Linked DNA regions of Hordeum vulgare: region 1 is linked to region 2. A link is a contact called in public Hi-C data. All regions are on one chromosome and are shown on one strand. Each heading gives the region's core, a stretch centred on a gene start, on an enhancer-like site or on the middle of the called end of the contact. The rest is flanking DNA. Distances are from core to core; before and after follow the strand shown.

Region 1 (5,122 bases), core at 1,431-3,930, 130 kb before region 2:
AATAGCGATATCAAAATCAAATCAACAAACCAACCTAAAAGAACTGAAGAACTCGTCATTACACTCCCTCAGACCAACCTGTCTTACAACCCCAAACAAGGACAACCGAGGATTTTGGCATCAACTCTACACCAGAGAAGATTTGACAACAAACCGTCAATGATCTAAACAGAACTTCAGTAGCAAGTTTAAGCAGCCCATACAAATGAATAAAACAAGCAAAAGCACGGCTTCACGGCATTCTTCTTCAAACCACTCCATGCTTATTTCGGCAGACGACCACAAATTCATCCAACCAGTAAGCATGAAAACAAGAGATGAAACATATACCCATTCCAGCGAGATATATTACGACTTTGATACAGCTTTGAAATTAACAGGACATGGAAGAGCCTATGTAACATGTGTAACGACAAAGTTCATGGATCTTGTCACAAAGATACACACCATACAAGCATTGTAGGATCTAATAAGTAGGTACACAGTTTAACACGATGGTTGAAATATAACAAGCAGCCAGATCACAGCAACTAAAACCATCAGGATCATCCTTACGTAAGAAAGATCATATTCTCCATAGAAATCCTTCAGTGTTGATATTTGAGTTCTTCCTTGTGTAAGAAGGATCATATTCTCCAAAGAAATCCTTCAGGATGATATTTGAAAATGCACTGAGAACATGAGAATGCAGAAGATAAACGTGCACAACAAATACCTCAACGTCCTCCTCTTTCAAAGTTAATGCGAGACCTCCCAGATCCTCCGCCCTCGTAATCATCCCTAGAGGATCCACCACTTGCCTTCATAGTTCCTCCGCCACCAATCTTGTCCACAGCTTTCTTTCCCTTCTTCACCTCAGTCAAGAACTGGTCAAGACCGAATGGATCAGCCTCCTCTTGCTTATCAAACTCCACGGGTCTATCTCTCTTGCCAGCCCTCTCTGGAGCACCAGTAAATGCTTTGTCAGGCTTGAACCTCTCTGTCTTCATAACCTTCTCCAGCTGTTCGTCTGCATCACCACCATACACTTCAGAATCACCATCCTTCTTGGGCCTGTAAAGACTTGACATGCTAGACTGTGCTGTGAAGAGGCCCTTCGAATAAACATTGTACTGATCATCAGCAGCAAAACCAGAGTCCATTCCCTTGTCCTGGTTAAAGAGCCTCTGGTCATACATGACTTCCCCGGTCTTCGAACCAGTATTTGCCATACCCAGGGCCATCTTCTCACCGACGTCACGGTCCCTGTCTCTAGTGAGCTTACTCTTTTTACCCATTGCAGCATCCTTTGCCTCCAGCCTCCTCTCCCTCTCCCTCTCACGCCTCCGCTCCTCACGGATCCTGTCACGCTCAATCCTCGCCTCCCTCTCTTCTCTAGTCTCCCTGCGCTGCTCACGCGGCTGCTCCAAATCCATATCTGCATCACCATCATCAACCCTCTCCCGCTCTCTGTCCCTCCCACCTCCGACAGGCATACCCGTGGATGGAGGTGGAGCACCAGACCTTTCCATGCGGGCCTTCTGTGCAAGTGCCCTCAGCTCTTGCTCCTTCCTCTCCTTCTCCTTTAGCATTAGCTCCCTCTGCACCTTGGAGCGCATCTGCACTGCTTCCCTCGCCTTCTGCTCTGCAACATACAATGCTTCTGAAAGCTTTGCAAAGTTATCATTAATCTGAACCTCCTGCAGCCCCCTCCCATCAGCAGCCAACCTCTTGTCGAGTGGGATTGTGTAACCCTTTGGATTCTTCCAATTTGAAATGCAAGGCGGGATCTTCCAATCCTGCTGGTCCTTCACAGTGACGGGCCGTGGTGGCGAGTGCATAACCGGCACAGGCGGCGACCCAGATGCACGGGGCACCCGCTTATGCTTGAACTTTGGTGGGTCAAGAGGATCTGAAGCCATTTCCGACATCCTAATAATCCTCTCCTTGGCACCCGAATTGAACGCTGCCGACTGCTGCGACGGCTTATACTTGATGAACTTGGACTCCGAATCATGCGTCGGGACGTTTTTGGGCTGGGCAGCAGAGAGGCGAACGTTGACGATCTTCTGCAGGGCGGCTACGGTCCGCTCTGTGGTCTCCTCGACCAACTTCTCGTATTCCTCGTCCTCGACGGCTTCCGAGTCGGCCGTGGCGATCTTGGGCACGATGTCGCTGTGCTTGGAGTAGACGATCTTCTTGGCGTTCTCGCCCTGCTTGACGACGGCGTCGAAGGCGACGCTGCCGTGCGCGTCGACGGTGAGCGCGAGGATCTTGGACCCGCCCTTGTCGTCCCGGCGGCCCATGCCGAGCGGGTACTGCGCGAGGAGGATCTCGGGGAAGGCGCCGCCGTCCCCGAAGTCCTCCGGCCGGCGGGGCACGAAGCCGGTGCGCTTGCCGTAGGGAGGCACGGGCTTGGCTGGGCCCGCTGGCTTCCCCGCCGCCGCCTCCGCGGGCTCCCCGCCGTACCGCTCCTTGAACCACGGGTCGCTGCTGTGGTCGTAGAACGTGGACGACGACGTCTTGGGCGACGGCAGGATCTCCCTGAGGGTCCCCATGGCTGGTACGGCGGAGTTGCCGCGGATCTGGGCTAGGGTTCCGGCGAGTCGCCGGATGTGGGTCGGGGATCGAAGAGGAGAAGCTAGGGTTTGGTTTGGTTCGATTTGTGGTAATATTTTGGGGAAAAGGGATAGGGAGGTTGCCAGGGCCGTGGGTTAAGAAGTCGGCAACTGGGTGGGCTGGTCCATGTTACAAGAGCCGAGTCTTGCTGCGGACTGAGTGGACTGGCCCATGTCTTCTTTGTTGGATAGCTATTGCCACCTTCAGGACAACGTATCAATCTTGTTGCTGCTCAAAAAAAAAAAAAATATATATATATATATATATATATATATATATCAATCTTGTCTCATTTCTCAAAACAAAAACAAAAACTTGTGTAAAAAAAGGCTAACGTATCAATCGTGATATATCATTGATTTTTTTCTAGTAAAGGTTGCCCAATGACACTCATCAACTGATTAAAAACATTCGAGTTGTTCCAAATGAATATTTAAGTGAATGCTACCTAGGTTTGCCTTCATATATGGGTTCATCAAGTAATGGACAGGGATAGGGACCATCGGTGGCGGCGGTTAGATAGGGATAGAAACACCGATAAGAGGAGAAGGAAGGAGATGGTGGTGGCTCTCTCCTTCTTGGCGTGGCCACCAATGCTGCTTTAGGATCCATGTTTTTCATCCAACGGTCAAAAGGTAATTCATCGGGAAAGTTTAAATATCTGCAAGCAGCTAGATATGCCGGGGGAGGAGGTAACATAGGGGGACTATGCCCTCATATGACATTGGGGTGAGGGTAGGGGTGGGAGGTATGTGCGACCGGAGCCGGCAGTAGGGGTCGGGGGGAGGGTATGCCCGACATGAGAGACATGCGGTAGGGGTAGTAGGAGGAGTGTCTCGCTGGTACAACTAGGCCGCGGGGGCAATAAAGGGAGATATGCCTCGCAGGAATACTATCATAAAGGGGACCAATAACTTTTTGGACAAGTGCCCTTGAGTAATACAAAACCTTATATTAAGTTGAATTAAGAAATTCCTCACGTGCAACATTCCTTTCAATTTTTTTCTTTCTCAATAGATGTTACCATATGAAACTTGTCAAAAACTTGCCTATCCATGACAGAAGTATTATGTACGATTCTAATCAGATATCATTTAACAACTTACCTATCCTCCTATGGTTTGATCCTTATTTATGATCAATTATGCGGACGCTCCGGAAGAAGCCGCCTCGTGAGGCCCGTCATCGCCAGGCTAAGTCTGGCTAGGGCCGCCAAGCACCAGATTGCTTCGTGAGGCCGACTCATGAAGAAGGTCGTATGGTGTCATTCACGGGACTCCGCGCCCATCACGTGGGTGACATCCTGCTGTTAGGATAAGGATGGTAGGGCATGACCAAAGCGAGTTTCCATTCTAGTGATAAGGGAGCAACGACGCCTGACTCCCCCCAAAGAGAGTCCCAATGCATTTCCTCCTTGGTGCAAGAAGATCAGGACGGATTGGTGCACCAGGACGGAGGTCATCGTCAAGCCCACTAGCACGTCACGATGACCGATTTATCAGGTGGAGAACGCCTTTAGTCAGGATAGGCATGGGCGTATGTCCCGCTTTGAATTGCTGCCCTGTGGCCACCCTTTCCCGATCACATTTTCGGGGAAGAGGACCAAGGCACTAAAAAGGGGAAGGGCCGCCTCCATGTAAGGGGATCGAGCCATTCTCCCTCACCACTCGTGTACTTCGAGACATAAGCTCTCCATTATAGAGCAATACAACACAGGCAGGAATAGGGTATTTGTTGGAAATATGCCCTAGAGGCAATAATAAATTAGTTATTATTATATTTCCTTGTTCATGATAATCGTTTAGTATCCATGCTAGAATTATATTGATTCGAAACTCAAATACATGTGTGGATACATAGACAACACATTGTCCCTGGTGAGCCTCTAAGGACTAGCTCGTTGATCAAAGATGGTCAAGGTTTCCTGACCATAGACATGAGTTGTCATTCGATAACGGGATCACATCATTAAGAGAATGATGTGATGGACAAGACCTAAACCATAAACGTAGCATGTGATCATGTCAGCTTATTGCTACTGTTTCCTGTATGTCAAGTATTTGTTTCTATGACCATGAGAGCATGAAACTCCCGGGCACTCGAGGAATGCCTTGTGTGTATTAAACGTCACAACGTAACTGGGTGACTATAAAGGTGCTCTACACGTATCTCCGAAGGTGTCTGTTGGGTTGGCGTGAATCAAGATTGGGTTTCACTACTAGAAAAAAGCCTACTAGTAGCGTGGGTTAAATAGCTAGTAGTAGCACGGGTGCCCGCGCTACTACTACGGCACTACAACTAACTGGTAGTAGTAGCACGGTGCATCCTGCGCTACTAGTACATGTGTTAGTAGTAGCGCGGGGCCACACACGCTACTACTAACTATTTGTAGTGCGTGTTTGTGACCCGTGCTACTACTATTAATTTGAAAAACCAAAAAAAATTATGACCCATGCCGGAGAAGAGGGTCGCTTCCAGGAGTGGGTCTTGTGCACCGCTGGCCGGAGATGGGGAGGAGATAAGG
Region 2 (5,503 bases), core at 1,766-4,265:
AGAGATGCCAAGAGAGAACACAAAAGAAATGCAACCATTTGAAGTTCAAAAAACAGGGATCGAAGCACCTTGACGATTTACATGTCATATTTCAAAATGTACATGTCACTGGGCTAGTGCTTCTTGTGATGGTGATATCTCCTCTGATAAATCAAGTGATGACAACATGATTTATCTGGAGAAACCCGGTGATGGTGCTGCAATAAATTTATCATCTTTGAAGAAACCGAAAGCAAGCAAGAAGCACAAGAAACCCTCTAATGTAAATGATGAGAAGGATGAGAAGAGTCCCTTCTTATGGTTTTGCAAGCAGACATGTGAGAAGATAGAAAGTGAAGTGGACAAGATAACCTCAAGTGTGGAGGCATCATCAGTTCTTCCAACCAACCATGTCCCTACCATTTTAGAGGTCATGAAGATGGTGAAAGAATGTGGTGTCAAAGAAGAAACCGCTGTCATGCACACAACCTTCACTCTTATGGTGAAGCCTGACTTTAGAGAAATACTCAAAGTTCTTGAAACAAAAGAAGAGAGGTCTGATTTTCTAAAGAGGGAGCATGAGAGCGAGATGTTGAAGCACATGTAGACTTGTGTTGAAGAACTATATTTTCTTATGTTGTCGAACCATATTTGCTTATGTGTGGATCATATTTTCTTATGTTGTAAACCATATTTTCTTATGTTGTCGAACCATATTTTCCTATGTTGTGAACCATATTTATTTCACTTGTTGAGACATGATTGTGTCGAACAATATTTGCTTATGTTTTCCAACAATATACATATTGTCAAAAATATTGTTGACCATGAGTATTTTAACTTCTTCATGTTCCTGTGTAGATGGGTTCAAGGATGGAAGAAGTGGCCAAAAAGGGTCGGGGTGGATTGAAAATTCTAGCTGAACTTGGGAAGCAGGCTGCTATCATGGGAAACCTAGGTAACCTCTATGATGAGCGATACTTGAACAAAATATACAGATTGCCCCAGCAAACTGGACTTCAATTGGTCACGGAGTGTTATGGTTGGCCACAACATTTTTATAAAATGTTTCGGATGAGCGTTGATGTTTTCATGGAACTTCATGATTTGCTTGTCTATACATATGGTTTGACATCAATTACTAATGTTTCCTCAATTGAGTCATTGGCCATGTTCTTATGAATTGTTGGAGGCCCCCAATCATTCGCTCAAGCTGAAAACCGGTTTGTACGATCACTTTAGATAGTTCATACAAAGTTCAAGGAACTTTCGTTATGTTTACGCAAGTTAGCGAAAGATATCATCAAACCGACAGATCTGACTTTTAGTTGTGAGCATGAAAGGATTAAAGATGAATGTGAGCATGAAGGGATTAAAGATGAACATTTCTGGCCTCATTTCAAAGGTGGTATTGGTGCAATAGGTGGATCACATGTGCTAGTTTCAGTTCATGTAGATGATACGGTTAACCATAGATGTCGGCATGGTTTTACATCGCAAAATGTTCTTGCAATATATGACCTTGATATAAGGTTTACCTTTGTAGTTATGGGTTGGTCGGGCTGTGCACATGACACAAGGACCCCGAATCATGCATTATCACATTTCTCTTCATTTCCTATACCTCCCAAAGGTATAACATACTAACAAAAAATCTCATCACAGATTATATTCTTACGTGTGTGACGCTAATTTATTGTTCATTTTCAGGGAAATACTACCTTGTGGATTCTAGGTATCCAAATCGAACGGGATACCTTGCTCCTTTCAAAGGGAGTACATACCATCTACTGGAATTCTACCTTCGTCGGCACCGTACACCTCAAGGGAAGTATGAGGTGATCAACTTTTTACATTCATCCCTTCGAAATGTCATTGAGCGTACTTTTAGGGTGTTGAAGAAGAAATAGCGCATATTGAAAGGGGTCCCAAGTTTCTCACCTCGTACGCAGAAGCATATCATTATTGCTTGCATGGCATTGCATAATTTCATTCATGATAGCAAGTTGAGTGACAGATAAATGTGATGCCGATGATGAGTATGTACCTCCAGCGCTACGGCAAGAGGTGGCACCAACACAACTGGACCTGGTTGAAGAGGAGGAGAATAAAGATACCATAAACAATATTCGTAGTAGGATAGATGATGCTTGTCTAGCAATGGCAACATAAGTTTAGCTATGTTGACGAATGTCATCATCAAGTGAACCATATGTGTTTTGTATAGTGCATATCTTGTGTAGTATATTATGGGATCACTATCTATTTAAATGTTTGCAACATCAACATACAGTCGTTACATTGAATCGCCTATGTTGTCATAATTTTACTTTGCAAATTTATCGTTTGATTACCTACAAATGTACATATCATTGCTTTATGGTCAATTAGCGTATAAATATGTCCACCCAGGCCCAGGGGCATCACACACAATTGACAATCAAATCTACAGTTTAACAGCCGTTTTAGCCAAACAGCCGCCAACTTTTCTACAACAGCATTTTCGCAGCAACTTTTCGAGTATCTGCAGCTCAACCAAACACAACGTTAGCTTCTTAGATACTTATGCCACTTGCATGGTCAAAGGTGAACTGAATATGTGATGTATTGTGTGTACTGCGTTTTGGCGCCTGATAAAGATGGATTCAACACAAGGATAATTCTCTTTCTTTCTTGAATGTCAATATACGCGGAGAATTCCCCGTGTCTTGGTGCTCTTGTTGAAAATGGAAATTTCTACTGCATGCTTTTGTTATTCCTGTTGGAGTATTCACATTTTGTACTATCTTGCCACAAAACAGAGCTATTCGGTCTGACTAGACAACTATTTACAACCTTCCATGCATGATTTCTGCAGAAATAATACCAACCATATACTCCGTTCCTAAATATAATTTTTTTTAAAGGTTTCGCTACAAACTATATATATAGATGTATATAGATAGATTTTAAAATATATATTCATTTATTTTGCTTTGCATGTAGTCCCTAATGAAATATCTAAAAAGACTTATATTTAAAGCGGAGTGAGTACCTTTGATGGTAAAGTTCTCTTCGTCTTAAAACAGCTTCAAAATATTTCCCTCGAGGTCACTCTAGTTTGAGCTTTGATGGTAGAGCTCTCTTCATTTCAGAAGAAATGTCTCACTCATGGGAAGATGCACATACAGTCCTTGTGGCTACTGGGATAACTTGGCTCGGCCATTAAAGAACTAACAAGGCATGAAAAGTACGTACAGTAGTACTATCTAAAGTCTAAACAGTCTTATGTGTCAGTCAAACAACCATTTTCTGCTGAAATTAAAGTTTGACATGAACCAGGCGGCTGTGAAACGGCCAGCATCGTTCGCCTCCACAAAACCCAATCACAAGCACACCGGAGACCGGACATGGACGCTGTGGCGTCGCCTAGCATCACGTGCATGCAACGTTAGGCGCGCCGTCGCCGTTGGAGTGCCCTCAACCACCTCCGCATCCTCCCCTCTGGAATAGACGCAACAGCAGAACAAATTATTGAGAGATAGACACGCCCCACAGCCCAGCCTCCAGCGCCACTTGAACCTGAAGCAGAGGCCACAGTGCAAGCGCCACTCGAACCAGGGACGATGAAGCCGCAGACGCAGCTCCTCCTCCTCCTGGCCTCCATCGCCGCGGCGCTGCTCATGAGCCGCGGCGTCCTCGCCGGCGCCGGCGCCCACGCCGCGATGCCGGTGCGCATCGTCGAGGACGACGAAGTGGGCTTCGCAGAGCGTGAGGAGGCGGCATACCCACAGAGGAGGGTGCTTGCTTACAAGCCCGAGTACGTCGGCTACGGAGGGCTGGAGGAGAACAAGGCGGCGTGCTACGGCTCCTGCCCCGGCCGGGGGCAGCCCTACACCGGCCGCGGCTGCAAGGCCATCTTCGGCTGCCGCGGGCGTTGATTATCTCATCTCATCTGGAAGGTACTACTGCCATTCCTGTTTGGCTTCACGGCAGGAGAAAGGGCCCTTCTTCCACTGACCCAGAAAGCTGTGGGGAGATAAAAAAATGTGGTTACTGTGTAATCTCAAGTAGTTTTACATGCATGTATTTGTGTTCTTGTGTGTAATTTTTGGTTCCTTGTGTGTATAATAATGTGTGTTTGGATGAATCCAAGCATGCATACAATTCAGAAAAAAAAAATTGTGTTATTAGTTTCCAGGAAGGAATGAACAGCTCAAACAATTAGCCAATGGCTAGCGATGCAAACGCCATGTGCATGAGTTCATGATGTTTTGGTAATCGTACAGTTCATAAACATAATACCAGATAATTTTACCACCAAACAAGCACGATTAGAAAGTAACAGGCAGTAATTTAAGTATACATTATCAAAATGGCAAAATATAGGAGTGCAGATTGGCCTGGTTGGAGTTCGTCTCGAACTCTCGATATAAGAAAGAAAGGAAAAGAACACTTGGTATTTTGAGGATATATAGGACATGAATTCAATGCGTCATGTCCAGCAACACATCTAAATCATCAGGGTAAGAAGCAGAATAATCAGAACATGCGTATTGTGGCAATCTAAATGTTACAGCAATTATTTAGGATGGACATGGACACAACAGAAGGATGCTTTTATAGGAAACAGTAGAACAGCAGCTATATTTTACCTTGCTAATTGCAATATTTTGAAGCACCTCGTCCTTTTTCTACCTTTGTGGAGCGCTTCCTTTCGGACCAATGTCTTTGCTCTTTCTCCGGTAAACTCATCAGCATTTTGCTTCGTCAAGAGTTCTCTTCTCCTCGAATAGCGACTTGCACCTTGAACAAGGCATGCAAGAAACTTCGGACCATAAGAACTAGTACATCAGTGCTGCACAAACTGAAGTTCACTGAGAAGATGAGAAGTTGCGGGTGGAAAACATAGCTGCAAGGACAAGAGTGCTTCAATAACATCTTACCTCCTCCTCTGCTTTGTTTCTTCTCCTGACCTTCAGTATCTCCTTCCCCCTCTGCAGAGCTTACACTTCATTATACATGCAGTAAGCTGCACATGGAGAATGATGGAATTAAACAGCACCGCATAAATAGGTGGACAACAACTGCATTAGTAATTTCAAACACTCACGACACGAGAGCATATATCAGCTGAAGCTCCAGCCCGAACAAACAGGGGCTAGGTAAGTAGACGAGGACAAAAAGATTTCTTGCAAACAGAATGTTCAGTGAATATGATATAACACTGACGCAAACCTGAACTGAGAGACATCAGAATGGTGACGAACCGTAGGGTGAGCACATGAGGCCGAATCGGCGAATCAACGCCGCCATGGACATGGGATGGCACTGGGGGTAAATGACCAGAAAAACTCTAAACCCCATGCCACCTCAGAATTTTTATGTGCAATCCTACGCATCTGCAATGCGATAGAATGGCCCAAAGCCAGAAAGCCTGGAAACCTGCTTTACCAGGCACAAACTAAATCTTTAGATGATATGAGGTTACAGCTAGGCACTATTGCAAGGATCTGAAAGATGTGGCAAGTTTGTGGAGAGTTAA

What was found. A called contact is a pair of places that touch in the nucleus more often than the background predicts.
Region 1: a contact with region 2 is called in a Hi-C map of leaf, with 2.9 times the contacts expected there. The contact joins the promoter of LOC123406214 here to the promoter of LOC123403206 in region 2. A contact is called at or near these places in 2 of 6 Hi-C or Micro-C datasets (leaf and seedling) and 1 of 1 datasets of contacts at active chromatin or transcription factors (embryo).

What each region holds. Positions count from the first base shown.
Region 1 is chr6H:513,800,797-513,805,918 of MorexV3_pseudomolecules_assembly, reverse strand. It overlaps LOC123406214 (SNW/SKI-interacting protein A-like), which reads right to left and starts at 2,680. Exons shown (of 3, transcript XM_045099690.1): 1 at 751-2,680; 2 at 596-671; 3 at 314-594. The coding sequence starts at 2,537. The coding sequence ends at 487.
Region 2 is chr6H:513,666,288-513,671,790 of MorexV3_pseudomolecules_assembly, reverse strand. LOC123403206 reads left to right here and starts at 3,015. Exons shown (of 1, transcript XM_045097155.1): 1 at 3,015-4,190. The coding sequence starts at 3,585. The coding sequence ends at 3,899.